Regions from separate parts of the Arachis hypogaea genome. Here region 2 is linked to region 1. Evidence: chromatin contacts called from public Hi-C data. All regions are on one chromosome and are shown on one strand. The core of a region is the stretch at or near the end of the contact, and the rest is flanking DNA. Distances in the headings are between cores, read along the strand shown.

Region 1 (6,772 bases), core at 2,196-4,695:
CTTTGACTTAAAACGATGTCGTTTTATATGGTGAGATGTAATTTAACGTGTTAGATCAGCTTTCATTAACGGTGTTGGCGAGAGAAATGACAGAAGGACTATCGTGGCTAACTTAAAATTTTTTAGGGATGAATTTGATTAAAAAAATATTTTGGAGACCAAAACAGAAATCGTGTAATATTTTAAGAACCAATTTAATTATTTAATTTACTCAATTATTAATTGTGTTTTATCTTATAAATAACTGTCAAGAATGTGTTAGGTAAGTTATTAAAATCTGGTGTTCTATCTAAAAAAAAGTTGTTTAGAGAAATCATAAAAGAATACTATATATTTTCATTTTTGCTTTCACCTCTAATTGTCTTTAAAATGCTTAAGAAAAGAGTTGGACAAGTAACAATTGTTGATATGATTGATGATTTGCAAGGCAAAGAGGTATGGAGGGGCTACATGTCACAATCAGCAGCAACAGAAAATTACAATCAAACCATGATGAAGTTACCAAGATTTGCCTATGTGACAGTTCTTCACTCATCAGAAGCATATGTTTGTGGTGCAATAGCATTAGCACAAAGCCTCATTCAAAGAGAATCAAGCACCCTTCAATACAACAATTACATCATAGATCTTGTTCTTCTTGCAGATGATTCAATTTCTCCCAAATCCATAAGGGGTCTCAAAGCTGCAGGGTGGAAAATCAAGCGCATAGAAAGGATCCTTAACCCTTATGCTGAAAAGGGTACCTACAATGAATGGAACTATAGCAAATTAAGAATATGGCAACTCACTATGTATGACAAAATCATATTCCTAGATTCTGACCTATTAGTCCTCAAGAACATTGACGATTTCTTTAGTTACCCTCAATTATCCGCCGCGCCTAACGATTTCACGTTGTTTAATTCGGGGATGATGGTGATCGAGCCGTCGCAATGCATGTTCAGGCACTTGCTAGACAAAACTTTAGAGATCAAATCATATAATGGTGGTGACCAAGGTTTAATCAATGAAGTAATAACATGGTGGCATAGGTTACCAAGAAAAGTTAATTTCCTTAAGAACTTTGAGCCTTTGCCAGGGGAGAATGAGAAACATGAGATACCAAACGAGTTGTATGTGATGCATTACTTGGGGTTGAAGCCATGGATGTGTTACAGGAACTATGATTGTAACTGGGACATGTTAAAATTACATGTTTTTGCTAGTGATTCAGCACACCAAAGGTGGTGGGAGGTTTATGACAACATGCCAAAAGTGTTGCAAAGTTATTGTGGACTTTCTAAGAAGATGGATGAGAGGAATGTGAAGAGGAGACAGAGGGCAAGAAATAATAGAAATTTCAATGATGATCATTGGAACATTCAGGTTAAGGATCCAAGAAGGAACCGTCTTGCGGATCATTATAATTAATTAATGATTAATGTTAGGTACTCAATTTTTTATTAATATTAGTCAATTTTTTTAAAATTTATTTATTTATCTTAAATTTTAAACTTTAAATTATAAAATTTTAATTTTATACTTTAAATTATAAATCTTAAACTATAAAGTTGATTGTATTAATTAACTAAAAATTGTTTCTTATATTTTTTTCTTAATTATAATATCAAAAATACATACACACTAAAAATTAATTAATATATAAATTCTGATCACACTCGAAATTTCTTACCACTTATATATGTATTAATTCATGTTTATATAAAAAATATGGTATTATATAAAGAGTTTTACACTATAATTTTTTTATTATTATTTTAGAGAATTGTAAGAATTAAACAGTTTTTTTTAATAATTCAAAATGTTATAATTAAGTAGTCGTATAAAATAGTTTTAACTATTCCAATAAAATTTAAAAAGTAGCTAGTTCTAGCGGTTATAAGAAAGAGAAAATGTCATTGTTGTTAAAACTATATGCACAAAGTTATTGCTGTTAAAACTATTATATTATTTTTATTGTACGCTTTCATTGTTAATTCTGTTGTAAATTTTTAGTATCATTGTTGTAGCAAATGTATTATGATGTGTTTTTTTTAAATTAAAAAAAAATTTGTAGTGTGTATTTAATATATATAGAACGAGAAATTATTATAAGTCAAACGAGAAATTAATACCCCGTGTGCTCTATCCGTCTGAGAGTAATATCCTCTTCCTAATGTAATTAATTTCAGTCAATTACATTATATATTGTGCAATATTTTTATTAATCCACTTTCCCATAAAGAAAAAGTAGTACTCCAAAAGTCCAAATATTTATTTTAAAAAATTTTAATTAGATATTTTAGTCCTCAATAAATTTTAACTATTAAATTAGTTTACAGTTTTTATTTTCTAAGCAAATCATCATACATCATATTTTGCTAAAATATTTAGAAAAATTAATTCTATCATTATTTAATAAATATATAAAATCTTTTAAAAACTTTTTAAAATTCTCATATCAAATTTTTAAAATAAACAAACAAAATAATGTATATTTATCTATGAACTAATAATTTAACAAATGATTTGATAATTAAAATATGTTGACACAAAGTGTAACAAAAATTCCTTATAAAGTGTTTTTGATATTACTTAAAAAAGAGAAATAAAAACCTGCAATTAACTGATTATTATTCTTTATTCCTTAAGTCTTTACGTCGTACATATTCATATTGACCTGTATTTATTTATATTTTGAACTTATTCGTATACGACTTTGATATAGGTATATCTAATGTGTAAAAAAAATAATTATTAACTTAATTATGTATATAAAATACATTAAAAATAAATTAAATACGGAAAGAATGTCACGTATGATATTCGGACACTGATATAAACATCGGACATGACACGAGACACGTCAATACGTAAATTTTAAAATATTATAAGACACGCGGACACACATATTAAAATATGAAGTATTTAAAATATTATAAAATATAAAGTAATCGTAATAATATTTTGATATTTTATTGATATTAAAATATAAATTAATTTAATTATTTAATATTTTATTTTAATTATGTCAAGTATTTAAAATATTTTTTGTTTTAATAAATAATAATATATATTATATCTAAATTTATTTTAAAAATATATGTTAAAATAAAATTGAATATACTAATACGTAATAATATTTAAGTATGTCTATATGTATCTAAAAAAATATTTTTTGTTTTTTATTAAGATACAGTTGGACACAACAGATACCAAACACCAGTAAATATCGTTTATAAAATATGTCTAACACGCAGATACACAATTCAGAGAATAGTCCGTGCTTGATAGGATGGGACTAAAAGTTACGAGACTTAATTACGAGTGGAATTTATTTTAAAATACCCCAAGTGATTTTAAAGTGGATTCAAATGTAACAATGGAAATTAAAGATGATTTTGTGATTGTTGTAATGATATGATTGCATGAAGGACCATAAGATAAGAGTGAGTCAACTAGTGACTCGGTGACAGTGGTCACAACACCAATTTCCACACGCATTATCACATAACATAGCAAATAGTGATAATACACTTTCTGTGATTCTCTTGTTGTTACCGACAACATAAATTTCATCACATGATTGTATCACACTTGGAGTAAGAGACATGGTGAATAATGTGATGAAAGAGGCACAAGGGAAGATGATTCTTGATTCAGAATGGGTTGCAGCAAGGTCCACTGAGGTTCAGTTCAGTGGCATTCAGCTCACCACAACCAACCCTCCTTCCACCGCTGCCCCAACTTCCCCACCATGGATGCATGCTCTTGTTCCCGGAACGTAATCCCTCTTTCTCTTTCTGTTTCTTTATTACACTAAATTATCTTAAGATCCAAAAAGAAAAGATAGAGATAAGAGTCAGAGACAAGAAAAGTTCTGTTTTTGTCTCTGTTTTCATTTCACTATCTTTAGTCTTATGCTACCTTTAACATTAGAGACATTAACGAGATAGTAGTTGACTCTTTTAGTAGCTTTACTTGCCATTATATTCTGCACATTTGTTAGAATGAGATAGGTATTTTGGATAAACAAATAGATACAAATTTGTAGCTTTTAGTAACATTTTTCCAGTTCTAAGTTAACAAATGCAGCCTTATTATTTTAGCTGCAATGATCCATGCACACGCTTGTTGTTTCTTTGATACTCTCTTCGTTCCTCGTTTTCGGATTCTGTTGGAGTTACAGATAAAAAGGAACAGAGTTCTCTGTTGAAACCTGCTTCCTTGTGAAAGTTTTGAGTTTTGAACATGATTTGAGACTTAAATTGAATTGGTTTAAGTGAGTTTCATTCATTTTCCATTTTCTTTCTTGTGACAGTGTTTTGGGAACCTTGGTGAAGAACAAAGTTGTGCCTGATCCTTTCTATGGACTTGGAAATGAGGCAATCTTGGATATTGCTGATTCTGGAAGAGACTATTACACTTTCTGGTTCTTTACAACCTTTCAGTGCAAGCTGGTAGGGATTCTCCTCTCTCATATGATGCAATTTCAAAAGTTTGAAACAGTATCATGATATATAATATTTATATAATTTTATTATTCAAGTTGGACTTTGGTGTAAGGCCTTTTCCCCCATCATAGCATATAGACTCCAAATTCTAACCGAATTCAGTTTATCCTTTTCTTGGTTGAGCCTTTTGCAGTCAGTTAACCAGAAGTGTGATCTGAACTTCCGCGGAATCAATTACTCTGCTGATGTATATCTAAATGGGCACAAAATGGTTCTCCCAAAAGGAATGTTTAGGAGGCATTCTCTTGATGTCACTGGTATTCTCAATCCGGATGGCAGTAACTTGCTTGCTGTTCTAGTTCACCCACCGGATCATCCAGGGACAATTCCTCCTCAGGGGGACAAGGTGGCGACCATGAGGTCAAAGATTAAATTACTGGATTTAATCCATTGAATTTTTCCCTCTCAATTGCTTAACTTTTCTATTTTGTTGATTTTTATAGATAGGAAAAGATGTAGCCACACAGTATGTTGAAGGTTGGGACTGGATAGCTCCTATAAGGTAAAGTTGATGTTGCTTTTAATTTGATTATCTGAAATTTGAAGAGTTTCTGGACTATCTAAAGCTAATGCTAGAGTTAATTTGATTGCAGAGATAGGAACACTGGAATATGGGATGAAGTTTCCATTTTTATTACTGGGGTGAGTTTTAAGGAATGATTTAAGTTCCTTGCAAACTTCTTTTTTTTCTCTTTTTTCCAATAATTTTGTGATCCATATAAAGCACATGCCTTTTAAAAAGAAAATGCATTTTAGCTTTCCAAACTTTCATTAAATCATGATTGAATATTAAAATATTTCCAAACCATCAAAGAGTTGATTTGTTAAGCTTGTTTTTTCCATGCATCCCCTTATAATTAATTATTTGATAAATATGATCAAGCATATTTGCATTTTTATTTTTAATATAGTTCATAGTACTTCTAGCTGCTCTTTGATAGGATGATTCTGGTGTCTATATTTGGCGCAGCCGGTAAAAATAACCGATCCCCACTTGGTGTCCTCATTTTTTGACAATTATAAGAGAGTATATCTACATGCCACAACTGAGGTGGAAAACAGAAGCTCCTCAGCTGCTGAGTGTTCTTTGAAAATTCAAGTGACAACAGAACTCGAGGGGAGTGTTCAATTGGTGGAGAAGCTTCAAACTCAAATGCTATCAGTTCCTCCAAAATCTCGAGTGCAATTTACTTTTCCTGAGGTCAGTGACTGCAATCATTCTGCCTGGGAAAATGCTCAATCTACTGCTTTGTTGTTTCTGGTTTAACCTTTTGAAACATGAAGAACTTAATCTTTAATCATGACATCTTTTTTCAAGAACTTTGTTACTTTGAGTTAGCTTTCCATTTTCATAACTTATTTGTTATGTTGTCTATGTTACTCACTTAATTCTTTCTAATCTTTTTTTTCTCCCTATGTTGATAAAAAAAATGTGATCCTTGATTGATTTCTAACCTACTTTTAGTATTGATCCAATTAAGTTGGGTAACTTGAAGTTTCGTTGCTTCTGTTCAAGTGTTAATGGTCTGTAATGGCAGCTCTTCTTCTACAAGCCCAATTTATGGTGGCCAAATGGAATGGGAAAGCAAAATTTGTACGACGTTGTTATTAGCATTGATGTTGAAGGATTTGGTGAGTCTGATACATGGAGCCATCTCTTCGGATTCCGCAAAATTGAAAGCCATATTGATGATGCTACCGGTGGCAGGTATGGTAAAATTTCCAGTATTTCTTTAGTAGCACATACCATTTTTTTAAGTAGAATTCCAAACTTAAAATTGTTTTCAAATTTTGCATTATATGTTTTGTTGCATGTTTATTATATCATAGGTTGTTCAAGGTCAATGGAGAACCAATTTTCATCCGAGGCGGTAACTGGATCTTGTCTGACGGGCTACTACGACTTTCAAAGAAGCGGTATGAGACGGATATCAAATTTCATGCGGATATGAATTTTAAGATGATTCGTTGCTGGGGTGGTGGACTGGCTGAAAGGCCAGAATTTTATCATTATTGTGACTATTATGGCATTCTGGTAAGATTGGTTTTTGCTCATTTGTGTTGCTTTATCATTCTTTCTTCTTGGTTTATTTGTGTCCTTTTTTATTGGTATAGTTTTTTCGGAGATCTCAATAGTTTGTTTATAATTAAGTTCTTATATTGTTGTCATGATACTGGCTTTATATTTGATGATATTAATGATTTGACTCTTGCAGGTATGGCAAGAGTTCTGGATTACCGGGGATGTTGACGGGCGCGGTATTCCAGTGTCGAACCCA
Region 2 (6,920 bases), core at 3,889-6,388, 360 kb before region 1:
AATATGTATAGCTTGAATTTGGTGATTATTAGAGTTGGTATTGACAATTGGAGTGACTTTGGTGGCTAAAGCTTTGTGGAAGCTTGTTTGGAATCATTTTTGGTATTTTATGAGTGTGGGGAATCGGTCAAGGTATAATTTCGGTTTTCTTTAGTTAATACGCAATGTTTCGTGAAACTTAGGTTAGTGAACCTTAAGATAGGATTGAATTGATTGTTGATGATTATTGTTAACTGATGATGAATGTTGATGATGAATATTGATGAAAATGAATGTCAATGAGGATTGGTGATGATATGTGATGAATGATGCTTATGATGAGTTGAATTTGTGCAAAATTTGTTGAGATTGTATCCTTGGTTTGGAAATTATTGGTTTTATTAAATTATGAGTGGAAGAGATAGAAAATTGTGTGAAATAGGTATGAAAATGCTTGAAGTATATTTGACGAGTAAATCGTAGTGTATAGTAGTATTTTGATGATAAATTTTGGGGCATTATTGATTGGATTTGAATTGAAATTCGGAAAACTAGAGAAACATTGTAAGATTTGGTAAAACTTTATTTTTTTTTTTTTTTTTTTGGTTTCCCACGGTATCCCCCAACCCGACAGGCCAAGGACTAATCCGTCGCGGTACTGAGCTCCATTTAAGGGTTTGCCGCTGGCCAATGAGTTGCTGCATGCACAAGGCGGGATTCGAACCCCCGACACTTGCTTAAGCGGACTAGTGAGCTAACCACTAGACCAACCCAACTTGGTTAAGTAAAACTTTATTTTTAACCAACTTCAATGAGTCATAACTTGTGCTCCGAACCCTCTATTTTGATGAAACTTAATTTAAATGGAAATTGGGTTTAAGAGCTTTAAGACGTTCAAAGAACAGATGAAAAATGTTTTAAAACGAAAAAGTTATATGCGTTTGAAATTCGGTACAAAAATCTGAATTCTACAAGTTTTAATTTTTTTTAAAGATTTTTAAGCCATGCATACACGGACAATGCACATAATAATCTTTTTATCTTCTACTCTTTTACTTTTGTTTTCCTTTTTTTTTTGTGCATATTAAAAAATTAGTTTAACAAGTAATTCTCCACTCTTCTTTCAAAAAAAATTCTATTTTTACTAATTTTTTTTATTTCAAAAGAACTATTAAACTAACAACTAAGATATATCTTTTTTTTATTAAACCAAAAGTAGAGTATGTTTAATGTTTTTTTATTATTATTTTTCGTGAATTACTAGGTGTAGCTGGTAGAATGTCAAAATAGAATAATGGATTGAATAAAAATGTGTGCATAGTACATTTAACGAAAAAGAAAAATATGAGTTCAAAAATATGTTCACCCATCCTAATTTTTTTTCTTTAACTATACAGTATACATCTCATCAGCGCTATTCAAAAATAAATATCTTATCCCTTTATGTTTTTATGCCATCTTACCTGCTTTGTATTTATCTAAAAAAGATCTTTATATTTTTATTATTTTTAAATATTATATGTAGGTAAATAATAGAATAAGTACATCATGTTTTATTTTTTTATTTAACTAAATTAATTTTATTTTTCTGTTAGTCTTGTTTAATTTTTTTATATTTTTATATATTTGATTATTTATTTGATTTATTATTATTTGTTAAATTTGTATATTATTATACGTTAGTTTATATATTTAATTTTTTTATTAATTAACTATTTAATTATAATTTTGTATTATTTATACTACAATGTTAGTATTATTATTCTGAATGTCAATATTTTATTTTAAATTAAAATATAATTTTTATATTTTATAAAGATCATATATTGTAATTTATATTTTTTGCTAAATATATTTTTAATTATAGAAATTTATTTGACTATTTAAATTATGGGTAAGTTTAAAATCATTGATACATAAAACAAAAAAAAATCAAGAAACAGAAAAATTAAAAACTTATCACATGGTTGATAGATTAATGTCTTGTTTTGATTCTATCTGTGTCACTATCTATAGTAACAATAAAAAAAAATTTTATCAATGAAAATTGTTAAGACAAGACTTCAAAATAAGATGGCTGATGAATTTTTTGCACATAATTTGATCATATATATAGAAAAAAATTAGCTTGTACAAATTCAATAATAAATGATTTTAAAAATAAAAAAATATTAAATAATCTTTTCATGATAAAAAATTATAAGTGGTAACTTTTATATATTATTGTCTTACTTAACTCATGATATGTATTCTTATTTACTTATAAAATTATTTTGATATTTTACAGAAAAAAAATTGTATAATAAATGAGTATTACATATACATGTCAACAAAGACAAAATTAATAATATGTCTTTTATTTAATTGGATATATATATATATATATATATATATATATATATATATATATATATATATATATATATCGTCGTATGCATATTTGATTGAAATTATATATTTATTTTTTAATTTTATCATTAATTAAAAATAATAATATAAAATATTTTTAGTAAATTATTAAACACAGTTTCTCTAAATAATTAGTCTAGCTTCACTCCTACGTTTCTTCATGTGAAATATATTCCAAATATACTTAAGATATGTCAAATTTTTGTTGCGTCATAATCGAAAATCTCAATATTTGAGATACGTTTATAGTTAAGTTTTTCTTACAATATCTGAGATGTGGTACATTGTGTATTTAAATAATTATTCTATATTTTATGTATTTTTGTAATTTATATATTTATTTAATTTAAATAAAAAAATACGATAATTAGGGTTGGAAGTGAGCCGAGCTGAGTCGAGTTAGATCAAGTTCAAGCTCGGCTCACAAAAATTGAGCTTGGCTCATGTCTCGACTCATTAACAATCGAGCATATTTCTTAAGTTCAAACTCGACTCATCGAAAGCTTACGAGCTGATTCAAATAATAGAAACATAAATACATAATTTATAATTCTATATTAATAAAGTATAACTTATATATTTTAAAAAATATTTAAAAAGATCAATTTTATATATTGTTTATTTATCAATAAATTATAAATTTTTTATTTATATTTTACATAAAAGTTATATATAAAAAATAAATATAAAATTTTAAATAATTAAGATCATTAATATATAATTATATATTACTATTTCATATGTATATATATAATATTAAAAATATAGATTAAATACATATAAGATATGTGTATTAATATATACATATGGTGAGTTCTATGGTGTAGAAGTGATTGTCTTTCTATATGTGTAGAAATGTAGTGTCCACTTTCTTATTATGCCAAGTGTATATGAGAGAGAATTAGAAGTGACACCTTAAAGTGAATGTTCAGATGCAACATTGACATTTACTATTCTCATCACTTGAAGGATTAGTAACATTTTTAAATCTAATTAAATTTAGGTGGGTTAATTAAAGTGAGAGAATCAAAGAAGACAATAGACTTACTTGAGTTGGACTTTTTTTTATATTGATTATTGTGGTGATTAAGATCTGGGTTAATAAAAATGACTCCAAGTAATTTCGGATTATGGTTCCTTATTTTATTTTTTTATTATTTATTATATTGCTGAGATCTGAGTCATTTAACAACAAAATTTTCTGTAAAATACAAAAAATTTGCAATTGAAGTCGAATTGAATTGTGACTCTAGAAGTAATACTTTAAAAAAGTCTAATTATTTTTATGTATCTTCATATGAAAAAATATTTATACCATTAATTATATTTTTATAATAAAACTATTTGATATATTTCATTTAAATTACATGTTATGATTGTCAAATTGGTATATTGAAAATTTGATATTATTATATTTTAATGAAGTATATAAATATTTAACGAAGTACTTTTTTATATATACTCAATCAATAGTTGAAATTCATTCAACTTCTTTTATAGCTTTTTGAAAAGAAAAAATATTACGGTCATATTATTATTATTATTATTATTATTATTATTATTATTATTATTATGTCACGTTAATAAAATTGGTACATATAAAAATAATATACTATGAAAACATATCGTATGTATCATGATATGAAATATTTCAGTATTTTTAATTATTAATTTGAATTATAAAATTAATTTTAATAATTGTTAATTTTAATTATAATATATTTTAATTAAAATCAATAATTAAAAATAAAGAAACACAAAAACCATAGTACATGCATGTGAATGCTTCTTATTTTACCATGTGACATGTATTGTAATTTGTAAACCTTAATCTACATGTAATAGAGTATATTTATTTCCTATTCATATTTAAAGCTTTATAAAGTGAATGCAAGTAAGATGCTATTTTTCATGACTTCATTTGTTATCCATTCTTTTTTCATAATTATTAGTGCTATAAAAAAAATATGATAGCATAAAGCAGTTGAATTATGAGTTTAAAATTTAAATAATTATTATTACGGAAAAATCGAAAAAAAAATATTTGGACTCATATTAATATTCACACAATAATATAATGATTAAGGGTTAAAATAAGAGAGAACCATAAAATAAGAATAGGAATTTTTTTTATTTACTTCTATGCCAATAATCAATTTAAAAAAAAACCCAACTCACTTAAGTTTATTATCTTTTTATTCTCTCACTTTAATTAACCCACCTAAATTTAATTAAATTTAAAAATGTTACTAATCCTTCAAGTAATGAGAACAGTAAATTTTATTATTGCATCTGAATATTCACTGTAAGGTGTCACTTCTAGTTCTCTCTCATATACACTTGGCATAATAAAAGAATGGACACTATATTTCTACACATGTAGAAAGATAATCACTTCTATACCATAGAATTCACCATATACATATATAATCAAGACAATTCACAAACTAATAGTCAAGAAACAATAGCTCAAATGGTATAGTTTTTATATATTCAATTAAGAGGTTGGGAGTTCGAGTCTCTATATTTTCGGTAAAAAAAAAAATTCACAAACTAATAATTATGAATTTAACTCCAGACATAAGCCTCTCACCAACTTAAAAACTTAGTTTATCGAATTATTAACAAATCCTGGCTCATGAATTTGCTTGTCTGACTTCCAACCCTAACCACAATGAATGACCGCTTCAAATTTCAAATTCACAATAATTGGCCAAAATATCTTCATTTTTCATGCTAAAAAGTAAAAAACGCTCTCAAATGGAGAAATAGTCAGACAGGAGAGAGAAGTCGCAGTATGAGATCAAAATGTGAAATTCAAGAACCACCTTTCTAACGGTCACCCCTTACACTCATCCTCGCTCAGACAATTTCCTTTTTTCTTCGAAATGCTGAAACCCTATTACCCATGCCTCATCCTCCATCACCCTTCAACTTCTCTCCTCTCTCCCACAACCACCATTGTCTGTGCCTCCAACAACCGCCGCCAGGCCTTCTTCAAATCTCAGCCGTCCAATCTTAAGATTCTCCAGCTGGCATCCATCGTCGCCATGAACCTCAAGATCCTCCCGGAACCCTTCAATTCCCTCGCAGCCGAAATCGCCCGCGGCCACATCACCCCGCTGAATCTTCCAGAACCTTCCATCCTCACCCGAATCGTTGCGCCACCGAAGAAGACCGGCAACAAGAAGAGAAAGAAGAAACTCTCGCTCTTCGCGTTGTTCGCGTTGGTGTGTTGCGCTGCGGGGTTTTGGTCCTTTAGGGTTTCGGATCCCGACGTGTTTGTGAGGGCGTTTTTGTTCTCTATTGCTGGGGTTTCGCTGATTCGCATGAGTTTGGGCAAGAAGGCGATTAAGGAATGGGTTTTAGGGTTTGCGGTTGGCGTTTTTTTTATGGCGAGTTGCGGATTTGGGAAAGAGGACCTCAAATTTTGGGTTGAGAGGCTTAGGGTTTGTTCTCCGGCGAAGCTAATTGTAACTAGGAAAAGGAATAGTAGACTTGGGAGAATGTTCAAATGAAAAAGCATTGCATGATTTTTCTTTTTTCTTTTGTTTTCCTTTGTATCAAAATTGAAATACTCTGTTCTTTGATTCATGAAAAGGGAAAAGTTAGTTTGTGATCACTGAGGCATTAAGTGGTACTGAGATCATTGATCTAAAGGGGATACAAAACTCAGATGACCTGTTTGTAATCTCCTAACTTTACTATCATTGTTATGATCTACTAAAAAGTGACTGTTATAAATATTTGTAAAGATAAGTGATCAATTTATTCCTATGAAGACTATATTTTCAGCAAACATTTAAAGTTTATGGTTTCTTGATAGGTTGTAGTGAAATCTGGAGAAGCAGTGATAAAAGTAGAACCAAAACTTGATGAAATTGTAAAATTTCCAGGAAGGGGAATAATTGTTACAGCTACTGCTCCTTCAGGCTCAGGATTTGACTGCTACAGTCGTTTCTTCTGCCCGAAATTCGGAATCAACGAGGTAAACTAATGTTCCTTCAGTTGCATTATTAATATGATGATGAATTGTTGATGCAGACATAAGATCTTAGTAAGATAAACTTATATATATATATACCTGCATTATCTCTTAAGAGAAGTTGTTCATTTAGTACAATTATAAAAGGGTGTTGTATCATATGTATATAAGGTTGAAATAGAATCTTAAATTAAAATCAAATAGATCAAATTAGAAGTAGTGATGAGATGAGGTCATATGGTAAATTTAACTTGCAATTTGTTTTAGGATCCTGTTTGTGGTACTGCACATTGTGCCATAGCATCATATTGGAGCAAGAAGCTAGGCAAGTGTGATTTAAATGCTTATCAGGTACTATTCTTTAATTAACTTATTGTGTGATTAATTATCTTTTTAGCTTAAACTAAATTTTATTCAAACTCAATATTATTTGATTAGGCATCAAGCAGAGGGGGTGTTTTCAATATTCATGTTGATGAGAAGAAGCAAAGAGTGCTTTTGCGTGGGAAGGCTGTTATAGTGATGGAAGGCTGTATTCTGGTGTTAC

What was found. Hi-C and Micro-C count contacts between places; a contact is called where the count stands out from the background.
Region 2: a contact with region 1 is called in a Hi-C map of leaf, with 6 times the contacts expected there. The contact joins the promoter of LOC112776891 here to the promoter of LOC112775615 in region 1.

Annotation. Positions count from the first base shown.
Region 1 is chr19:44,016,477-44,023,248 of arahy.Tifrunner.gnm2.J5K5, reverse strand. It overlaps LOC112775615 (mannosylglycoprotein endo-beta-mannosidase-like), which reads left to right and starts at 3,445. Exons shown (of 12, transcript XM_025819368.3): 1 at 3,445-3,763; 2 at 4,301-4,439; 3 at 4,627-4,825; 4 at 4,828-4,853; 5 at 4,937-4,995; 6 at 5,087-5,135; 7 at 5,464-5,694; 8 at 6,032-6,201; 9 at 6,324-6,528; 10 at 6,710-6,772. The coding sequence starts at 3,591. LOC112779746 (putative UDP-glucuronate:xylan alpha-glucuronosyltransferase 4) reads left to right here. Exons shown (of 2, transcript XM_029295738.2): 2 at 428-1,410. The coding sequence ends at 1,410.
Region 2 is chr19:44,374,914-44,381,833 of arahy.Tifrunner.gnm2.J5K5, reverse strand. LOC112776891 reads left to right here and starts at 5,138. Exons shown (of 4, transcript XM_025821162.3): 1 at 5,138-5,837; 2 at 6,215-6,376; 3 at 6,641-6,724; 4 at 6,812-6,920. The coding sequence starts at 5,277.